Regions from separate parts of the Mus musculus genome. Here all the other regions are linked to region 3. A link is a contact called in public ChIA-PET and promoter capture Hi-C data. All regions are on one chromosome and are shown on one strand. The core of a region is the stretch at or near the end of the contact, and the rest is flanking DNA. Distances in the headings are between cores, read along the strand shown.

Evidence for each region. Promoter capture Hi-C pulls out the DNA fragments that hold promoters and counts their contacts. ChIA-PET counts read pairs in DNA pulled down with a chosen protein or histone mark.
Region 1: a promoter capture Hi-C map of pre-B cells shows a contact between it and region 3. The contact joins the promoter of Mettl3 here to the enhancer-like site in region 3. A contact is called at or near these places in 9 of 39 promoter capture datasets (the C10 cell line, cranial neural crest, embryonic stem cells and 5 more), 1 of 15 datasets of contacts at CTCF or cohesin (the NIH/3T3 cell line), 6 of 115 datasets of contacts at active chromatin or transcription factors (the 230-238 cell line, effector CD8 T cells, embryonic stem cells and 1 more) and 4 of 9 other capture datasets (adipose tissue, embryonic stem cells, liver and 1 more).
Region 2: an RNA polymerase II ChIA-PET map of memory CD8 T cells shows a contact between it and region 3, with 29 read pairs. The contact joins the promoter of Ndrg2 here to the enhancer-like site in region 3. A contact is called at or near these places in 3 of 15 datasets of contacts at CTCF or cohesin (embryonic stem cells and stem cell-derived epiblast-like cells), 24 of 484 Hi-C or Micro-C datasets (B cells, CD4 T cells, the G1E-ER4 cell line and 6 more), 7 of 115 datasets of contacts at active chromatin or transcription factors (effector CD8 T cells, embryonic stem cells and memory CD8 T cells) and 4 of 9 other capture datasets (adipose tissue, embryonic stem cells, liver and 1 more).

Annotation. Positions count from the first base shown.
Region 1 is chr14:52,303,730-52,306,471 of GRCm38.p6, reverse strand. It overlaps Mettl3 (methyltransferase like 3), which reads left to right and starts at 1,348. Exons shown (of 11, transcript NM_019721.2): 1 at 1,348-1,584. The coding sequence starts at 1,485.
Region 2 is chr14:51,912,174-51,915,030 of GRCm38.p6, reverse strand. It overlaps Ndrg2 (N-myc downstream regulated gene 2), which reads left to right and starts at 1,543. Exons shown (of 15, transcript NM_001145959.1): 1 at 1,543-1,708.
Region 3 is chr14:52,139,891-52,142,590 of GRCm38.p6, reverse strand. It overlaps Rpgrip1 (retinitis pigmentosa GTPase regulator interacting protein 1), which reads right to left. Exons shown (of 25, transcript NM_023879.3): 13 at 1,892-2,035; 14 at 1,318-1,468. Among named protein-coding and RNA genes, the nearest start is that of Rpgrip1, 30 kb to the right of the region's middle. Within about 2 kb of position 1,255, at least 112 of the 459 cell types and tissues checked have an H3K27ac peak or open chromatin away from gene starts, as enhancers often do. A contact at or near this core is called in the 230-238 cell line, B cells, effector CD8 T cells and 4 more, where this site is marked.

The DNA.
Region 1 (2,742 bases), core at 99-2,598, 160 kb before region 3:
GTACATAAGACCATTCAGTGCAATAATAGAAATAATTTTACTTTAGTTTTTGTTTCTGGATAGGTTTGATAGCCAGCCCAGGAGATCTACTGTTCTCTGCCTTTCCAACACTGAGATAACAACTGCCTAGTCATGGGCTGGAGATAAGGCTCAGTGGTAAAGAGCACAATTTATTATTACAGAATTGAACTCAGGTTCAAACCCTAGCACCCACATTGTACATCACAATTGCCTGTAACTCTAGTTCACGAAGATGACTCCGTCTTCTGGTCTCCAGGGGAGCCAGGTATGTGTGTGTGTGTGTGTGTGTGTGTGTGTACAAACACACATATACAAATATTCAAACACAAAAATAAACCTTTTTCTAAATTAAGCTAAAACAATGTCTGCCACCCCACACAGCTTTGCCTTAAATTTATGTGGGTTCTGGGAATCTCAGAATCTCATGCTTTCACAGCAAACACTTTACTGAGCTACCTCCCCATTTCTTGCACATTTTCTTTTAAAAAAAAAAAAAAGAACAAATTTATTATATGTATATGAGTACACTGTAGCCGTCTTCAGGCACACCAGAAAAGGGCAACGGATCCCAATTACAGATGGATATGAGTAACCATGTGGTTGCTGGGAATTGAACTCAGGACCTCTGGGAGAGCACTGAGTGCTCTTACCTGCCGAGACATCTCTCCACTCATCCTGAACATTTTTAAAGAGTGCTCCCTCACGCTGAAAAAGATGGTTCCCTAATTAAGATGTTTGTCTTAGAATATGCCTGAATTCCCAGAACTCGGATATTGAGGCAGGAGGATTGTGAGTTGCAGAACCACATAGTGAAACTCCACTCTCCTTTCACACACTTTGTATAGAAAGAAAGAAAGAAAGAAAGAAAGAAAGAAAGAAAGAAAGAAAGAAAGAAAGAAAGAAAGAAAGAAAGAAGGAGGGAGGGAGGGAGGGAGGGAGGGAGGGAGGGAGGGAGGGAGGGAGGGAGGGAGGGAGGGAGGAAGGAAGGAAGGAAGGAAGATAATATTTAACTTAGAAAATCTGGGGCCTTAAGGGCAGAAATCTATGATACAGTGCTTGACCGTATGTGCAAGGACCAGAATATACAATCAACCAGACTAACAGTCTGTTCACTCCTTCCCGTCCATCCATCTCTCCACGCATACACCCACCCGTCAAACACTCACACTTGTTCTAGCCCTGCTATTTTAAATGCGTTGTCACTAACGACTTAAAGAAACAACATGGCGGGTCTGCCAGCTACCAACATGGCAAACACAGCCTCAGCGCTCCCGGAAACACGAGAGAGAACTACCGTGAGGATTACGTCCGGCTGGTTCGCCAACCGGAAGTGGCTTTTCATCTTGGCTCTATCCGGCTGGCCTTCGGGCGTCCTCGTGAGAATTAGATGTTTCTTAGTTCTAGGCTGGGGAGGTGCTAGTCCGCCGCGCCTGATTCGAGCCGAGTCCGCGCTGGGAGCTAGGATGTCGGACACGTGGAGCTCTATCCAGGCCCATAAGAAACAGCTGGACTCGCTTCGCGAGAGATTGCAGCGGCGACGGAAGCAGGACTCTGGGCACTTGGGTGAGGTGCGGGGTGGTCGGGGCGGGCCTGGGCGGGGCGAGAGACTCCTGGAGAGGAAGACAGCCCCGGGCTCTGCGCCCTTTCCGGAGCAGCCCTTTATTGGACTCCTCGATTGTTGGTTACCCCATCTTTCCCGAGTAGCTGAAACGCATGCCCACCTGCGGGAAAGCTTGCAGTGCCTCCTCCCGGGCGTCGGTTTTTCAAGCGTAACACCACACCAACATGGGTCCACTCCTCTCCTTGGGTCCCATTCCAGTCCTGTCTAGGAGAATGTTGCGTCCGTGAAGCCTCTCAGTACCTTATTCCGAGAGCCAGCAAAACCCGTTTTGTTGCTTCTGTGCCTGTTTTACCTTAGTTGTAACGTTTGCTTTGTCACTGTCTTTTCTTTCCCATGTGGGCGGGGAGCAAGGATTGCTTCTGTATATCTATCCCCAGAGCCCGGTTTAGCAGCCACAACAGGGTCCTCACTAGGACCTTCTCACTAGGACCTTAATGAATGAGTAGTGCAAGTGTTTACAAACGTAGCAAGAATCTGAAAACACTTGATTTTGGTCTTTAAACATTTTCCCCCTCCCCCTTGTATGACAAAGTTAGAAAAATTGAAGGCACTTAAAAGAGTACTACCCTAATAGCCTTCTCCAGCACAAGCTCAATTATTTAAGGTAAACCAGTTGCAAAGCTCTGCGAGAATACCGAATCCATACTACATGTGTGGGTAGCATGTCAGTGCTTTGCAGTATTCACAGCTCACAACAGCAGACCTTGGTGAAATTCAGTCTCACCGTAATTTGTGAACATTTATTGCATATCTACACTACTCATGGGTTTCGGCAAAAAGAAGACACTGCTGTTACCTTAAAGGAGCTTAAAAATCTATGTGAGAATCAAAGAAGATTAGAAGAAAAAGCAGGGAGAAAAACCCTTCATGGTGGCTCATGCCTGTAATCCCAGCACTTTTTTTTTTAAAAGATTTATTTATTTATTATATGTAAGTACACTGTAGCTGTCCTCAGACACTCCAGAAGAGGGAGTCAGATCTTGTTACAGATGGTTGTGAGCCACCATGTGGTTGCTGGGATTTGAACTTCAGACCTTCGGAAGAGCAGTCGGGTGCTCTTACCCACTGAGCCATCTCACCAGCCCATCCCAGCACTTTTT
Region 2 (2,857 bases), core at 294-2,793, 230 kb after region 3:
GCACCTAGGGGCTAGGCAGAAAGCTAGGATGCCAGGTTTCTGTGCCAGTTTCTAGGGCAACTCTTATGAAGGGAGCAGGAGAAAAGAACAGAGGGAAACTTGGGGTTCTGTTTGGGGGATATAGGAAGCTCTTTAGGTCTAGGGTTTTTATTTTTTATTTATTTTTTTCTTTTCTAAAGCTGGGTTTGAGCCTACCCAGGTCTCCTCCTCCTCCCTCTTGGCCTCTCCTCTTTTCCAACAGACCTGCCAAGTGGGGATGAAAGGGGCATTGATGTTCCTTGGGGAGGGGGGTTGTGCGTGGTGAGGGTAGTTCCCAGGCAGGGGGGAGGGCAATCTGGGGGTCTTGGGGGGAGCAGTCTGCTCTGGTGTTGCAGTTGGCAGCTCCGGTTCCATTGGACATTGTTTTCAACTGGCCTGGCGCCCAGCCCCCTAAATGGCAAGTCTGGAACTAGGCTGAAGGGGGATGGGGCAGGGTTGATTCTGGGAGCAGGGGTGCGAGAACGAGGGCAAGTGGGGAAATACAATCTGGTTGCTTAACACAACTTCCAGTCCATCAACCGTTCCACTTCAGCAATCTTTCTTTAAAGAGCACAGGGAGGACGTGTCTCAGATGTGAATCTTGTGGAAGTCTAGGATAGGATGGTAAACCCACCAGGCACCGAGGGTCCAGCCCAGGAGACAGCAGCTCAGGAGGCATCGGCAGCAGGGTACTGCCACTCAGCTTTTCAGAGCTGACCTCGCCCTCCTTTTCGGGGTTGGACTAGGAGGGGTTAGCGCCTCAGCCACAGGGTCTCTTGGGTCTCAGCCCAGGACATCCAGTCCTCCTCAAACCCTTTACTCCACCCTTGCAGAGTTAGCTCCGCCTCCGCGCCTGTTTACACAGGAGTCAGAGCCCTTGGGGGGTCCCCAGCCCCTCCTCTACCCGCCCCCCTCGTTGGGGCCTTGACCCGGGAGTCGCTGTTGGCCATCATCTTTCCCCTCCTTCGTTCATCCTCTATTTATAGCGGCCCCCAGCATTTCCCGGCCCCCCCCCCCCCCAACTCCCTGCTTGTTGTCCAACTTCTCACGGAGCAGTCGGAGAGCAAGCGGCGGGACTCGGCTGAGGAGGTACCAGCACCCCAATTGTTGGGAATTCCTATGCCCTCGACGCCCCGTCTCCAGACACGCTGTCACCACTACCCATACCTGCCCCGAGACCGGGTCTGAGCGGTGGCCCTCGCCCACCTCCCCCTTCCTTGATCTAGCTCTCTGTTTCCGGGCGGGCGGAGCTGAAATCGTGGGACGTAGGCACCTTGGGTTGGTCTCCCCACTTTACCCGTCGCTGCCACTCAATCTGGGGGGCTAGGAAGAGAGCCAAAAGTGAGCCTGGCAGAGCCAGGTCACAGTAGGGGCGCCGTTGATGTGGGCGTGGGGACCATTTGGGGGTTTAAGGGATCCCCCACGCTCACCCCACTTCACACGGCTTAGGGTTTATGGGGAGCACTCAGAGAGCCTATGAGCATCACCTCTGTGTGCTCCCAAGCCGCACCCTCTCGCCCCTCCCCTGGTAGCCCAGGCGAGTTACGGGGCGTGTTTATGGGGGGTCGGGGCGGATCTGCAGGGAGATGGCCCGGGGGCGGGCCCAGGGCGGGTCTGTGGGGAGCCAGAGCTAGGGCGGACCTAAGTCAAAGGCAAGTGAAGGTGGCAGCGACCGCGGCGGCTGCAGCAGGTAGGGGGAGGGGCAAGCGCGCCTCTGGGCTGGCAAGGCGCGGGCCCGGAGGGTGGGCATCGTGGTTCTGGTCTCCTGGCTGTAGTTCGGGGGAAGGGGCTGGCTGAGCGAGGAGCTCCGCTGCTGCGCACAAAGGCAGAAGAGCTGCAAAGTGCAGGGCGTGTTTGGGGCGCTCTTGAGATGATGTACAGGGTCCTGGGCACTACGTGCCCGCCGTGAGAGGGTGTTGGTTCGGACGAGGAACGGCAGCGAGAAGCTCATAGGGGTCAGGTTTCGTGTTCTGGGAGCAGCCAGTCAAGTCCTAACCATCTTTTCCCGGCTGGCACATGGCTGGCAGTCCGGGGAAGTGCGGAGGTTACGGGCAGCCCTATCCCCCCCTCTCCTTTCTCCACCCGACCTACAATTACACTGGGTGGAGGGGAGAGATGAAGGCTTGAAGCTTGTTTGTTTTTAAATGGTGAAGGAAAAGGTCATGCTGTACTACCTACATATCAACTGAGAACCGTCAAAACCGAGTAGTGACTAACTGGACAAGGTCACCTAATAGTGGCACTTGGGTAGGACCCAGAGGTTTTGACACAGTCATGCTCTATCGCCATGTCAGCTCTCTGCTCTCTTCATAGACTACCCAGCCTGGACCTGCTTGTTTTGCCTCGCAGGCCCCTCCAGCTTGTATTGATTGGAACCTAGAGAGGACGTGTTCTCTGGACTCAGGGGAGATTAGAAAGGGTTAGTGACCCTGGAATCCTGGGTCTTGGCTCTGGCCTTATGTCCCTAAAAGACCCAGGTCCGTCTCCCATGTCATTCACCTTGTTCCTGTGTTTTCTCAGACCCTAGAGTCAGGACTAAGAACCCTGACCTCCACGCTCACCGTATCCAACCAATAGGAGCTCAGTAAATTGACCCCACCCACCCCATGCTGCTGGCTTGCTTTCTTTTCTTTTCTTTTTCTTTTTCTTTTTCTTCTTCTTTTTTTTTTTTCAAGTCTGCACAGGTGCTCTGCTGCTCTCTAGATCTACCATTGTTGGTGTGCGCTCATTTGTGTACAAGAGAGAGAGAGAGAGAGAGAGAGAGAGAGAGAGAGAGAGAGAGAGAGAGAGAGAGAGAGAGAGAGATTGATTGGATTGGATATCTAGGTCCCTCTGTTGA
Region 3 (2,700 bases), core at 6-2,505:
GCCAGGGTTACACAGAGACGAATCTAAATAGATAGATAGATAGATAGATAGATAGATAGATAGATAGATAGATAGATAGATAGATAGACAGACAGACAGATAGATAGATAAGACATGACTTAATATAATATGTTTAAATTGGCATTAACAACACAAAGCTAATAGTCTTACATATAAGGAAGTACAAATCAGAGATACCGTTAAATCATAGGGGAAAGGTAGAGGTAGGGATAGGCAATTCTCAGAAGAAATAATGTGGGCTGCGGAGATGGCTCAGCGATTAAGGAGCACTAGCTGCTCTTCCAGAGGTCCTGAGCTCAATTCCAGCAACCACGTGGTGGCTCACAACCTATAAGGAAGCCTGATGTCCTCCTTTGCAGGCATATACATACGAATGGCGCATTCACATAAATAATCTTAAACAAATAATAAAATCTTAAAAAAAAAAAACAGTACAGCTAAGTGGTATGCGTGGGAAAGCTGTTCAGCTTTGGCAGGAATCTGCACAGAAAGTGAAAACAAATGAACCCGCAGATGTAGGTAAGGGTGCTTACCCTGAGAGTCCTTGAGTCTAAGCCATGAGGATTCAGTGCAAGGGAGGACTGCCCGTTTATTTGGCAGCAGTCTTACCAGACTCAGGGTGTGGTAAACTCGCCCCCCACCCCCACTACTTCCCTGTACTCTAGGGCTGTGCTCATGAGGGAACCTGCTCTTCCCAGAAAGGAGCACCGCTTCACTGAGCTCCATGTGTGCTGATGTCGTGCCCTGCCTTCTGCTTTAAGTCTCAGACTGTGGTGAGTTTGCTAGGGTGAGTCGTCTCTCTCCCGAGTGCATAGTGAGGAACCCTACTTCTTAAACTCAAGGTTGAGAGTGGATCCTGTTCTGTAGTGACCATCGGAACACACTGGCAACGCCTGCCCTGCCTCTGCCTACGTCCTTAAATCTCAACAAAGATTTTAGAGAGAGATCTCAGGAAAAGATGAGAGGAAATGCGTGACAAGGGTGCATTACCTGGCAAGACCTGCCGTAGGCTAATACGCACAGATTCACAAAATGACAGAGGAAAGGAGAGATTCACCAGCCTTGGGGTCAGTCACCCTCAATGACACTCTTCCAACCACCCGGAAGCACGGCTGCCCTGTGGAAATTCTCCAGAAAAAAAAATCAGAGATTTGCACTGAGCAGAAGAGGAAAGGAAGTTACAAACCAACCATGAGGTGAGAGAGGATGAGAGCAGAAAGAGAGAAAGTCAGGAGGATTGGGTCGCTGTTAGTCACATGACATCACCCAAGATGGAAACAAAGTACTAAGACTTGCCAGATGTTGGAAGGCCGTGGCTTCTTAAAATACCTTCCAGCTGTTTGATGCGGCTGTTCTTGAAGTCCAGGAGGTGATTCAGCCGCTCCAGTTTCTCTTCGTGGTCCCTGTTTTCCCTGTCAGCTTTTGTCAGTGTTGCCTCCAGCTCCTCCTGAAACAAAATAAGAACTGAACTTTCCTCTCTGTGTCGCAGAACCCAAGAGCCCTGACTCTAAAAACTGGACCTGGCTGGAGTAGGAAGATTGATGACCTCCTCAGCAGGGCAGGTTCCGCCCAGGAAGGAAGCTCAGGCTTTCTAAGACCCTTCACTCGCGGCTGCACCTGTGGCACCTTGGGTAATTGCGTCCCTAGGACTTTGGGGGAAAATGAACCCAGAAGTTTGGCACTTGCCGTTTTATGAGCTCCCCCTTAGCTGACTTCTGGGGCCAGGTGCCTGGGCATGTGTGAGTGAGTCCGGAGGCGCCTCCATAGGAAGGAAGCGCGTTGCTAACCACCAGCCCCAGACCCCAAGCCATGCTTGCTCCCGGGTGTGTGTGAGTCTCAGCTGCCCAGCTTCCTGGCCCATGCTCTGCACCTGATAACACATGTTGATTTTGCGCTGCAGAAGAAGCATATCTCTGGTTTTTTCCAGTTCCAGTGTGGTCTCTGCATGTGACACTTGCAGCTCGCTTAGCACCTGGGATAAGTCATTCTCGTCTTGAGCTTTTGGTTCACTGGACTAGACAGCGAAAAACATTGGTAAAAGCGGTTGGTGAGAGTTGTAAAACGCCAGCAACAATGTCTTCTCCAGAACGCACAAGATTTGTGCCACTTCACAAGGGCCCTCTTCCCCGTACTGCCCAGCCCCCAGTCAGTGTGTCACAGCAGAGTGGTGACAGTTTTCAAATGACAGTTTGGAGGCTAGCAGGATGGCTCAGACTTGAGCTGAGCAAGCTTGGTGACCCGAGTTCAGTCTCTGAAACCCACATAGAAGAGTTGGGAGAGAAACAACTCCACAAAGGTGTCCTCTGACCCCCCACAAATGTACCACGTGTGGCACATGCACCCACCCACAAAATTGTAACGAATAAAAGCAAAATGGCAGTTTGCCCTTCACGTGATCATTCCAAGTTCACACCTAAAGACTGTAGGGACAGGAGAGACAGCTCAGTGGTTAGGAGCACTGGCTGCTGCTTCAGAAAACCCAGATATAATTCCTAGAACCCATGTGGCAGCTCCCAATTGTCTATAACTCTAGTTTCAGGGGACTCAGTGTCCTCTTCTGACCTTCATGGGCACTGCACACATGTGGAACACACACATACATGCAAGCAAAGCACTCACATGCATAAAAATATATATAAATAAGTAAATCTTTAAAAACTAAACAAAGGGACTGGAGAG